2 separate regions of the Arachis hypogaea genome follow, and region 2 is linked to region 1. The links are chromatin contacts, called in public Hi-C maps. All regions are on one chromosome and are shown on one strand. The core of a region is the stretch at or near the end of the contact, and the rest is flanking DNA. Distances in the headings are between cores, read along the strand shown.

Region 1 (5,122 bases), core at 1,097-3,596:
TTAACACGACAATAATGAGACTCTAAACAAAAAAAGGAGAAATTTTTCCTAATCTAAGCAACAAAATAAACCGTTAGTTGTCCAAACACGAACAATCCCCAGCAACGGTGCCAAAAACTTGGTGCACAAATTGTGAATCACACTTTTCACAACTCGTACCACTGACCAGCAAGTGCACTGGGTCGTACAAGTAATACCTCACGTGAGTAAGGGTCGAATCCCACGGAGATTGTTGGTTTGAAGCAATCTATGGTTATCTTGTAAATCTTAGTCAGGAAGTCAATTATGTTTATCAGTTGAATTGCAAATAAACAAGAGAGCATGGATTAAAGGTTACTTGTTATGCAGTAATGGAGAATACGTTGGAGTTTTGGAGATGCTTTGTCTTCTGAATCTCTGCTTTCCTCTGTCTTCTTGTTCACGCACGCGCGTCCTCCTATGGCAAGCTGTGTGTTGGTGGATCACCGTTGTCAATGGCTACCTTCCATCCTTCCAGTGAAAACTATGCTCACGCGCTCTGTCACAGCACGGCTAATCACCGGTTGGTTCTCGATCCGATTGGAATAGAATCCCTTGATTCCTTTGCGTTTGTCACTAACGCCCAGCCTTCAGGAGTTTGAAGCTCGTCACAGTCATTCAATCCTTGAATCCTACTCGGAATACCACAGACAAGGTTTAGACTTTCTGGATTCTCATGAATGCCGCCATCAATTCTAGCTTATACCACGAAGATTCTGATTAAGAGATCTAAGAGATACTCATTCAGTCTGATATAGAACGGAGGTGGTTGTCAGGCACACGTTCATGGTTTGAAGAAGGTGATGAATGTCACGGATCATCACCTTCATCACAGTTAAGCGCGAATGAACATCTTAGATAGGAACAAGCGTGTTTGAATGGAAAACAGAAATACTTGCATTAATTCATCGAGACACAGCAGAGCTCCTCACCCCCAACAATGGAGTTTAGAGACTCATGCCGTCAAAGAGTACAAAGTTCAGATCTAAAATGTCATGAGGTACAAAATAAGTTTCTAAAAGTTGTTTAAATACTAAACTAGTAGCCTAGGTTTACAAAAAATGAGTAAACTATGATGGATGATGCAGAGATCCACTTCTGGGGACCACTTGGTGTGTGCTGGGCTGAGATTTAAGCAATTCACGTGCAGAGGCTATTTGTGGAGTTGAACGCCAGTTTTTGTGCCAGTTTGGGCGTTCAACTCCAGCTTTTGATCCTTTTCTGGCGCTGGACGCCAGAATTGGGCAGAGAACTGGCGTTGAACGCCAGTTTACGTCATCTATCCTTATGCAAAGTATGGACTATTATATATTGCTGGAAAGCCCTGGATGTCTACTTTCCAACGCAATTGGAAGCATGCCATTTCGAGTTCTGTAGCTCCAGAAAATCCACTTTGAGTGCAGGGAGGTCAGAATCCAACAGCATCAGCAGTCCTTTTTCAGCCTGAATCAGATTTTTGCTCAGCTCCTTCAATTTCAGCCAGAAAAATACCTGAAATTACAGAAAAATACACAACTCATAGTAAAGTCCAGAAATATGAATTTTTCCTAAAAACTAATGGAAATAAACTAAAAACTAACTAGAACATACTCAAAACTATATGAAATTAACCCCAAAAAGCGTATAAAATATCTGCTCATCACCCTCTTTGTTGCATCTCCCTATTCCATCTTGTATTCCTTTGCCCTCTTCTCTTTTTTCATCATTACTTCTTCCATACCATCCCATGTGTTTTCAGTCAGCATCAACTGTTCTTTCTGAGCTCTCTTTCTCTTCAAATTCAACCCCTCTTTGACTTGATTGTTCAATTTATCCTCCCATATCTTTAGGATTTTCTCATTATTGCCTCTGTTATCTGGAATTTCGTCCTCTTCTTATGCCAATTCAACATAGTAATCACACTCTACTATTTCTTTTTTTTTCTTGTTCCTTTGTAACTTCCCTTTGTGTCCCTCAAGCTCCATAAACCTTTTAGTGCTAACTCCCTATTATTTCCTTCTTCATGAACAAACATAGTCTTCAATAGCATGGTGTTCTTTTTATGCCATAGACTTAGTGTGCAGTATTTTAAAACTTCTTTATTGATATCTCCTTGCTAAATTTATTTAGAGAAATTGTTGATCCATGAATTCTCCTCTGTTTCTTGGTTCATTCCTTGTCTTTGGTTCCAGCCCATTGTTGAAAAAGGATCCATTATCTCTATTTTACTTTCTTTTGGTGAAGATTCTCCTATCTGTCCCTATTCTTTTTTTCGAGTTGGGCTCTTGGGATGGTAGGCCCAATATGTTTAGGGTTATTATTCTCCTTCTTGTTCCCTTGTAGCTCTTCTATTCCTTTTTTCTTCTTTTCTTTTCTTTCTCATAGATCCTTGATAATGCTGTCCATTACATTGACAATGCTAATATCCAAATTTTCTGCATTCCCTTTTACTGATGGGACTAAATCATCCTCTCCATCTTTCTTTTTGCCATCCTTACCCTCTATCTCTTGTAGCAGTTGCCTTCTAGAAACCACCTCCTCATCAAACACAACTTTAATCCGCTGGATATTTCCACTCTCTTCCGTTCTCTCTCCTTTTTTACTCTCCTTTGATTTTGTTGTGTTTGCATGCGTCATGTTCAACTCATTCTGGGTTTGTTCCCAACTTTTCTCCTTTTTCTCGAGTTCTTTTAGAGCTAGAGATCTAACACTGTGTGTTGCAAGATCAGCAGTGTATCTTGGCTTAGATTCATCCCAAATAGCCATCTTCATAGGTTTGTTGCAGCTCTTCATGTCATGCCCTATAATACCACACTTAAAACAAAAGCAGTATTAGAGTCTCTTATACCTAAAATTAACTCAGATTTTTGGAGCATTCCTTCTCTTGAACCTAAACCATGTCTAAAGAGGTTTTGTTACGTCTATAACTACTCGAAATCAAAGAAAATTTTCATAAGTGCACCTTTCACAAGCGATTCTTTCGCTTTTGATAAAATTTCAATCATGCCTCCCACTACCCTGGCTACTTCCATATTCAAATATTCTAAAGGCACTCCATGGAGTTGTATCCAGAATTCCATGTGATCATGGTTGACATCCCAAATGGATTCATCTTGTAGCCAAACTTTTAGGTTGATCAGGTTGCTCTAACATTCTAAAGTCCACTTTCCAGCATTTGTTTACCTTTGTTTCCATCTTTGAAGCTAATGAGCACCTCATTTCTTTTCACTTTAGTGATAGCTACTCCTTTCGAATTACTTCACATTCCTAAGATGGTATTTTTGCACACTTTGAATTTTACCTCTTTTTCAGCAATGATTTTTTCAACAATGTTTAAGAAATCTGTTTTATATCCGGGACTCTGGTTTAGATCAATGCTGATGGTCTTTCCCTCTATTGGATTAATGTCATTGTTGTTAGACATGTTGTACTGGATAGACATAGTAACGGTGTATAGAAGCGTTTCAATTGCAGGTGGTATATACTAAACTTAATGAGTAAAAAATTGGGATGGATTTGAAGATATTGTTCTGATGTGTTTGAAAAGAATATTTATAGGTCAAGATAAAGACGTTGACTTAGGATAGTTGTGGAAGCTATGATAAAGAAAAGGGATAGAAAAAATAAGATGAAGAAATTCAGGCTTGAAACTGACATTGTTATATTGTGAATGTAGTAGTGAGAACATATCAAAGCAAGTTAAGATCATAGAGATGTTGGGCAAGATGTGTGTATGATCTTCGAAAGATTAATGATAAAGGGTATATAGATGATAAAAGAACAAGTTTTTTCTTGAAAAACAGAACTTGAAGTTTTAAACTACTCTCCAGTTGAAAGAATTTTTCTCTCCATTGAGATAATCTAACCTATATAAGGGATTAAACACCTTATTACGCCGCATCCACATTCACAACTTAATGGTTATACAAATTTCTTTTAATTAGTGGCCCAAATCTTTAATACTGGCCTAAAACTATTTGTCCAATGGGTCATTCCCTTGTCATTAGGCCATAGTTATCCAACCTAGGCCGACCCATTTTGTCGAATTGAAAATTCGATAACAATTAATCCAATCAAATTTAGTCAAATTTAATAAAAAATAATCAAAATCAGTTAAAACTGACCCGGTCAAGTCAGATAAAACTCATTCAAACTTGAAATAATTAGATAAAACTCAGTCAAACTAAAAGAAAAATACATGATATTTTTCTATTAAATGTATTACACAAATAAAATTAAATTATATTTAAAAATTAAAAAAATAATTTTTTTATTAATTACAACATATTTTTTGTTTTAATGATTATTATTATTTTTTTATTTTATAAATACTTGAAGAGCATAATAAATATAAACTAATTGATGAGTTATTAAAATTTAAAAATAATAATTAATTTAATACAAAATCAAATTTTATATAATTATAATAAAAAAAAGTATATTCTTGAGTGTTTTAGTATTTTTTGTTCGGCCAATCAAAGAGTAATCCATCATGAATATGAGCTTCATCTAAGGATTTACCATTCGACTAAACATAGGTTAGTTAAAAGAAATTTATCTAACTAATTCATATTCTAAAATCACTAGTTAAAAATATAAAAATTAAATAACTAAACACTTGTTTGTTTAATATATTAAAAATAAAAAAATACTTTTACAGTATAAATATTATCTATTAATTAGTCTTTGATATATTATTTTATTTTAGGGTAAAATATCTCCATAAACCAAAGGGAGATGGATTTTACGTGAATCCCAAATCAAAATTCGTTTACGTGCATGTTTCAGAGCATATTTTTATATAAATCGAATTAATAGAACTCGATTTAGGCATACAAGTAGTAAATCAAATGGATGAAATCCGAATTACTAACGATGAGGGTAAATTGAATTGACAGGATTCGATTTTGTATGGATGTAAGTTTGCTTCAAGATAAATCGGCCCTATCAAATTCGATATAGCATGCATACCTAGATACATGTAATTCGCAGCGATTAAATTCGATTTATGTGCAAAATACGCGAATTTCATCAATCGAATCCATGAAATCCGATTTACTAAAGTTTAAAAATTTTTAGTATGTATAGGTTAGTAACGAGTACATTACAAATTTTTATAGTGCTC
Region 2 (5,119 bases), core at 883-3,382, 250 kb before region 1:
TAGTGGCGTGTTATTTCTCGTTCCGTGCGTTGTCGTCAGGTCGGCCACCCGTGGGAAGGACGTGCCCCCTACGCGCGTGTCTCTTGGTTATTGAGACGACCGTTCGTCGCTTCGTTCTTTGCGCTGAGCATTAAATGCTCATAATGAGTTGCAAAACCCTGCGCGCAAAGACCATTTTGCCCCTGGCCCTTTCGCGCTTTGTGTAGCGGTTTTTAAATAGTTTCTTCCTTCTCTCTCTCTCCCATTCTTGCTACTCTCATCTTCTTCACTCCCTGATATCCAAGACTTCGTTCGAGCCTTCCTGTGCCTCTCCTTTCCCTCCTAAGCTCCTGCAATCAATTCAGGTAACTCTCGATTTTTGCCTTCCTGTGCTTTACTGCTGTATGTTTGTTGCTTGTGTTTGTTCTGCATTTTTGCTGTTGTTGGTCTTTGATTTTGTTGGTAGATGGTGTTCTAGTGCCAGATAGATGCATTAGGGGAAGGGTACCATTCCAGGGTAGGCTTTTAGGTAGCTTGCATGATAGATATATGTAGCCATGCTTGATCTTAACTGTTGAATAGAATGGACGTAGTTCCTGGGTTTTTCCCGGATTCCCGACCTCATAGACTAACGGAGTGGTACCCCCGCTGTAGGTATGCCTCGCGTCGTTTCACGGGCTTCCACCTCTGCTGCGGGTTACGACCCCTATGCTTGGGTTGTTTCCGATTTGAAGGACTCCCTGAACCAGATGGACGAGGGGAGTTGACCGAATTCCGACAAGCCGAGTATCTCTGCAGAGGGACAGACGAGAAGGCCAACTATGACGTCTTCGTTCCTGCCCCCCATGAGCGGCTGTACGAGATCAATTTTCACTCCCCCTGGGTTGCCGACTGGATTTGGTTTTACAAAGCCATGTTCACCCAGGTGGGCGTTCGCATGCCGTTTTTCGACTTCCAGATGGCGCTTCTTAATCGGATATCCGTCTCGCCATCGCAGCTTCATCCGAACAGCTGGGCCTCTATCCATTGTTTCGAGATGGGTTGTGAATATCTCGAGCTGCCGGTATCGGTGAATGTCTTTCTTTTCTTCTTCAATCTCACTAACCCTTCCAAGGAGGGGAAAGCGAAGAAAGGGTTCCTGTCTTTCTGATCTGCCCAAGGTCGGAGGATATTTGGCTTGTTCGAGGACTCCTACCATGGGTTCAAAGACAAGTATTTCAAGGTTCGTCCCGTCAAAGGTCGTCATCCTTTTTGGTTGTCGCTAGAGGGTGAACGCCTCATCCCGACGTATTGGAGCTTCGGGGCGGGGTCTAATACTTTCATCAAGGTGACCTACAAGGTGATGTCCCCTGAAAATAAGAGGATTGCCGACGTGCTGTTCGCGGTTTTCGGAAAAAAACCACGTGAACCCACACCTCCTTATGGGTGACCGGGAGGTCGCCCGGAATTATATTTGTGAGCTATTTTGCCTTTGTGTTCTTGTGTTGCTTATCATTTAATTTGCTTTTTCCGACTTCACGAATGACGCATTTGTTTCTTTGTTGTAGTAGAGATGTCTGCTTCAGTGACAGGGCTCGAGGGTTTGGTTAAGACCTTTTTAGAGGATAGTGACGAGGAGAAGACGGACGAGAAGGTCGACGGGAAGTCTGAAGATCCTGTCGAGGAGAAGAAGGATCAGGCCGTGCCCTCTCCCCAAGATACCGCAATGAATTCGGCCGGGGTGCAGGTTTCCCCCACTCCCGAAGAGGCGGCCATTGCCGGACACTCGTCCTCTACCCGCCAAGATGACGATGATGTGGAACTTATTCATACTCCTAAGAGGCGGAGGGCATCTGCCAGCCCGGAAGGAACCTTTATCGTGATGGAGAAAAATTTTGATGCTGGGACTTTCATCGACTCCCACCTGATCCCTGGCATGGAGGAACATTTCCTTGGCATCGACCTGGCGGGGTAGGCGAGGTGGATGTATCGGACGCTGCTCCGTGGGGCCGTGATAGCTCAGAAGGCCGAGTTCAAGTTGTCGGAAATGCAGGCTCTTCGAAGAAAGCTTGAATCTTCTGGTAAGGCGAACAATGACTTCAAGGTGCAAGTCGAGCTGCTTCAGGGGCAGCTGTCCGAGGTGGGGAAAAAGCTCAAGGCTGCTGAGGAGAAAACAGAGTCTACCGAGGAGAAATTGAAGGCTTCCGATGAGACTGTGTCCCATTTAACCGAGCGGGAGATGACCCTAGAGAGCCAGCTGAGTGCCGCGCAGGGTCGGGTGGCAGCCTTGGAGAAGGAACGCGACCAGGCCGTTTCGTCGGCTAAAGCTGCTAAAGCCGAGGTCGACGAGCTTAAGAGGAAGCACAAGGCGACGAAGGAGCAAGGGAAGAATGCGATCTTCATGACCGAGGAGGCTCTGAAGGCTCAGGTGAAGATCGTGGCTCCAGACTTCGATACGTCGGCTATTGGGGTCTTCAAAACGATCCAGCACTGCAAGATTGTTGACACCGAAAATGAACTCTTGTAACTTTGGCTTTTGTATGGGTTTGTTGAATACTTTGTTGCAACTATTAACTTTATACTTTATTGGTCGCCTGGTCGGCTTATTGTTATTGCCTTTATCTTGCTTGGTAGCGTTTGTATTTTGTTACCGTCTTTTTGAGGCGAACTTATTGCTTGTGTATGTTTTGCCGTTCACGTAGGTAACTCGATTGAAACTGTTATGGTCTTATTATCACGGCCGTTCGTTATGGCTATGGTTCAGTTGGCTTCCCGGGGTGATCAATCCCGGGTTGCCGTTTACGAGCGCGATGGTGTGGGATTCGTATTGGGAGATAGTAGATTGGAGGATTCAAATAAGTAAGCATTAGTCGTTAGCTAAACAAATTTATGAACATGGTAGATATTTGATAAAAATAAACCATTGGGAATTAACAATGGGCTATATAGCTTATCAGGCCGCTTGGCCAGTGTGCCTGAGCTACGAATAAAATCTTCTCAGGTTACCTGCATTCCATGTTCTCGGGATTTCCTTGCCGTCGAGCCTTTCCAATTTGTAGGCGCCTTTGCCAAGCACCTCTTTGATTTTGTAAGGACCTTCCCAATTTGTCGCCAGCTTTCCTTCTCCTGGTGTCGGTGGCCCTATGTCGTTGCGTCGCAAGACGAGGTCGTCCTCTTCAAACTCCCTTTTGAGCACTTTGGTGTTGTAGCGCAGCGCCATTCTTTGTTTCAGTGCTACTTCCGACAAGTGAGCTATTTCCCTGGCCTCATTCACTAGGTCCTTCTCAACCGCCTCTTCCACTCCTTTCAGGAGTAATCGCGGGCTTGGCTCGCCGATCTCTACTGGTATCATTGCATCAACTCCGTATGTCAGACGAAAGGGTGTTTCGCCTGTGGAGCTTTTCTCGGTTGTGCAGTAGGACCATAGAACGGAGGCGAGTTCGTCGGCCCATGCCCCCTTTTTACTGTCTAGCCGTTTCTTAAGGCCTAGCAGGATGATTTTGTTTGCAGACTCAACCTGCCCATTCGTCTGGGGATGCTCCACCGAGGAGAACTTCTGTTTTACGCCCAGGCCAGTGAAGAACTCTGTGAATTTCTTGTCGGCGAATTGCGTTCCGTTGTCCGAGATGACGACTTCCGGGATCCCGAACCGCGTTATCACCTGCCTCCACATGAAATTTCTGCAGTTGGTTGACGATATACTAGCCAGTGGTTTAGCCTCTATCCATTTTGTGTAGTAGTCAACGGCGACTATGAGGTATTTGACTTGTCCGGGGCCGACTGGAAAGGGTCCCAATAGGTCGACTCCCCATTGTGCGAAGGGTCGGGAGGACGTCAGTAGTCTCAGCTCGGAAGCCGGCGCTCTGTAGAAGTTGGCGTTCTCTTGACACTTGACGCATTTTCTCACAAATTCGCCGGAGTCTTTCATCATTGATGGCCAGTAATACCCAGCTCGGATTAGCTTCCTTGCTAGGGCTTTGCCCCCGATGTGGTGGCCGCAGCATCCCTCATGAACTTCTCTAAGTACGTAGTCCGTCTGGTCGGGATGCAAGCACTTCAATAGGGGTTGGCTGAGTCCCTTTTTGAATAGTTGTCCCTGTATGATTGCGTATTTGGTTGCCTCCCTCCTCAGTGTTTTGACTGCTCTCTCATCGTCAGGTAGTTTGCCACGTTCCAGGAAATTTGTGATGGGGTCCAACCAGGAGGGGTTTGATTTTGCCAAATGGAAGGCCACCGTTGGCTCTTTTGCCATGCCCTGTATGAGAGACCGGTTGCCCGCTCCCGGCTTCGTGCTTGCTAGTTTAGATAGGAGGTCTGCCCGTGTGTTCCTCTCCCTCGGAACGTGTTGGATCGTGACCTCCTGAAACTGCCTGGTCAATTCTCTAACTTTTTTCAAGTACCTTTGCAGCAGCGGGTCTCTGGCTTGATAGCTTCCGTTCACTTGTGAGGTGACGACCTGTGAGTCGCTGCACACGTCCAGCCTTGTCGCCCCGACTTCCCGGGCTAGAATTAGCCCACCCAAGAGGGCTTCGTATTGCGCTTGGTTGTTTGATACGGGGAATTCGAACTTGGTCGATTGCTCGTATATGACCCCAGCCGGGATCTCTAAAATGACCCCGGCACCCCCAGACGTTTGGTTGGAGGCCTCGTCTACATGGAGCCTCCACCGTGTGCCCGTTTCCTTTTGGGGATCACTTGTTACCTCTACTAAGAAATCTGCCATCGCCTGTGCCTTGATTGCATGTCGGGGCTCGTACTGCAAGTCATATTGGGAGAGCTCGATGGCCCAAGTCATCATCCTTCCAGCCAAATCAGGCTTCTGGAGTACTTGGCGAATTGCTTGGTCCGTTCTCACGATGACACGGTGGCCCTGGAAGTATTGCCTCAGCCTTCGGGAGGAGGTTAGGAGTGCCAGCGCCAGTTTCTCCAGTTTGTTGTATCTCAGCTCTGCTCTTTGTAGCGCCCTGCTCACAAAGTAGATTGGTTGCTGAGCCTTCCCTTCTTCTCGTATCAGCACTGTTGCAAGCGCTTCCTCTGTTATGGCTAGGTAGAGGTAGAGTGGTTCTCCGGTCTTAGGCTTCCCGAGCACCGGAGGTGTTGCTAGGATCTCTTTGAAGCGGTTGAATGCTTCCTCGCATGCAGGAGTCCATTCAAACGCTAT

What was found. Hi-C and Micro-C count contacts between places; a contact is called where the count stands out from the background.
Region 2: a contact with region 1 is called in a Hi-C map of leaf, with 3 times the contacts expected there. The contact joins two enhancer-like sites. A contact is called at or near these places in 3 of 8 Hi-C or Micro-C datasets (leaf and an unstated tissue).

The regions. Positions count from the first base shown.
Region 1 is chr19:139,242,320-139,247,441 of arahy.Tifrunner.gnm2.J5K5, reverse strand. No RefSeq gene overlaps it. Among protein-coding and RNA genes, the nearest start is that of LOC112776346, 23 kb to the right of the region's middle. Within about 2 kb of position 2,346, at least 3 of the 3 cell types and tissues checked have open chromatin away from gene starts, as enhancers often do.
Region 2 is chr19:139,487,789-139,492,907 of arahy.Tifrunner.gnm2.J5K5, reverse strand. No RefSeq gene overlaps it. Among protein-coding and RNA genes, the nearest start is that of LOC112779934, 3.8 kb to the left of the region's middle. Within about 2 kb of position 2,132, at least 1 of the 3 cell types and tissues checked has open chromatin away from gene starts, as enhancers often do.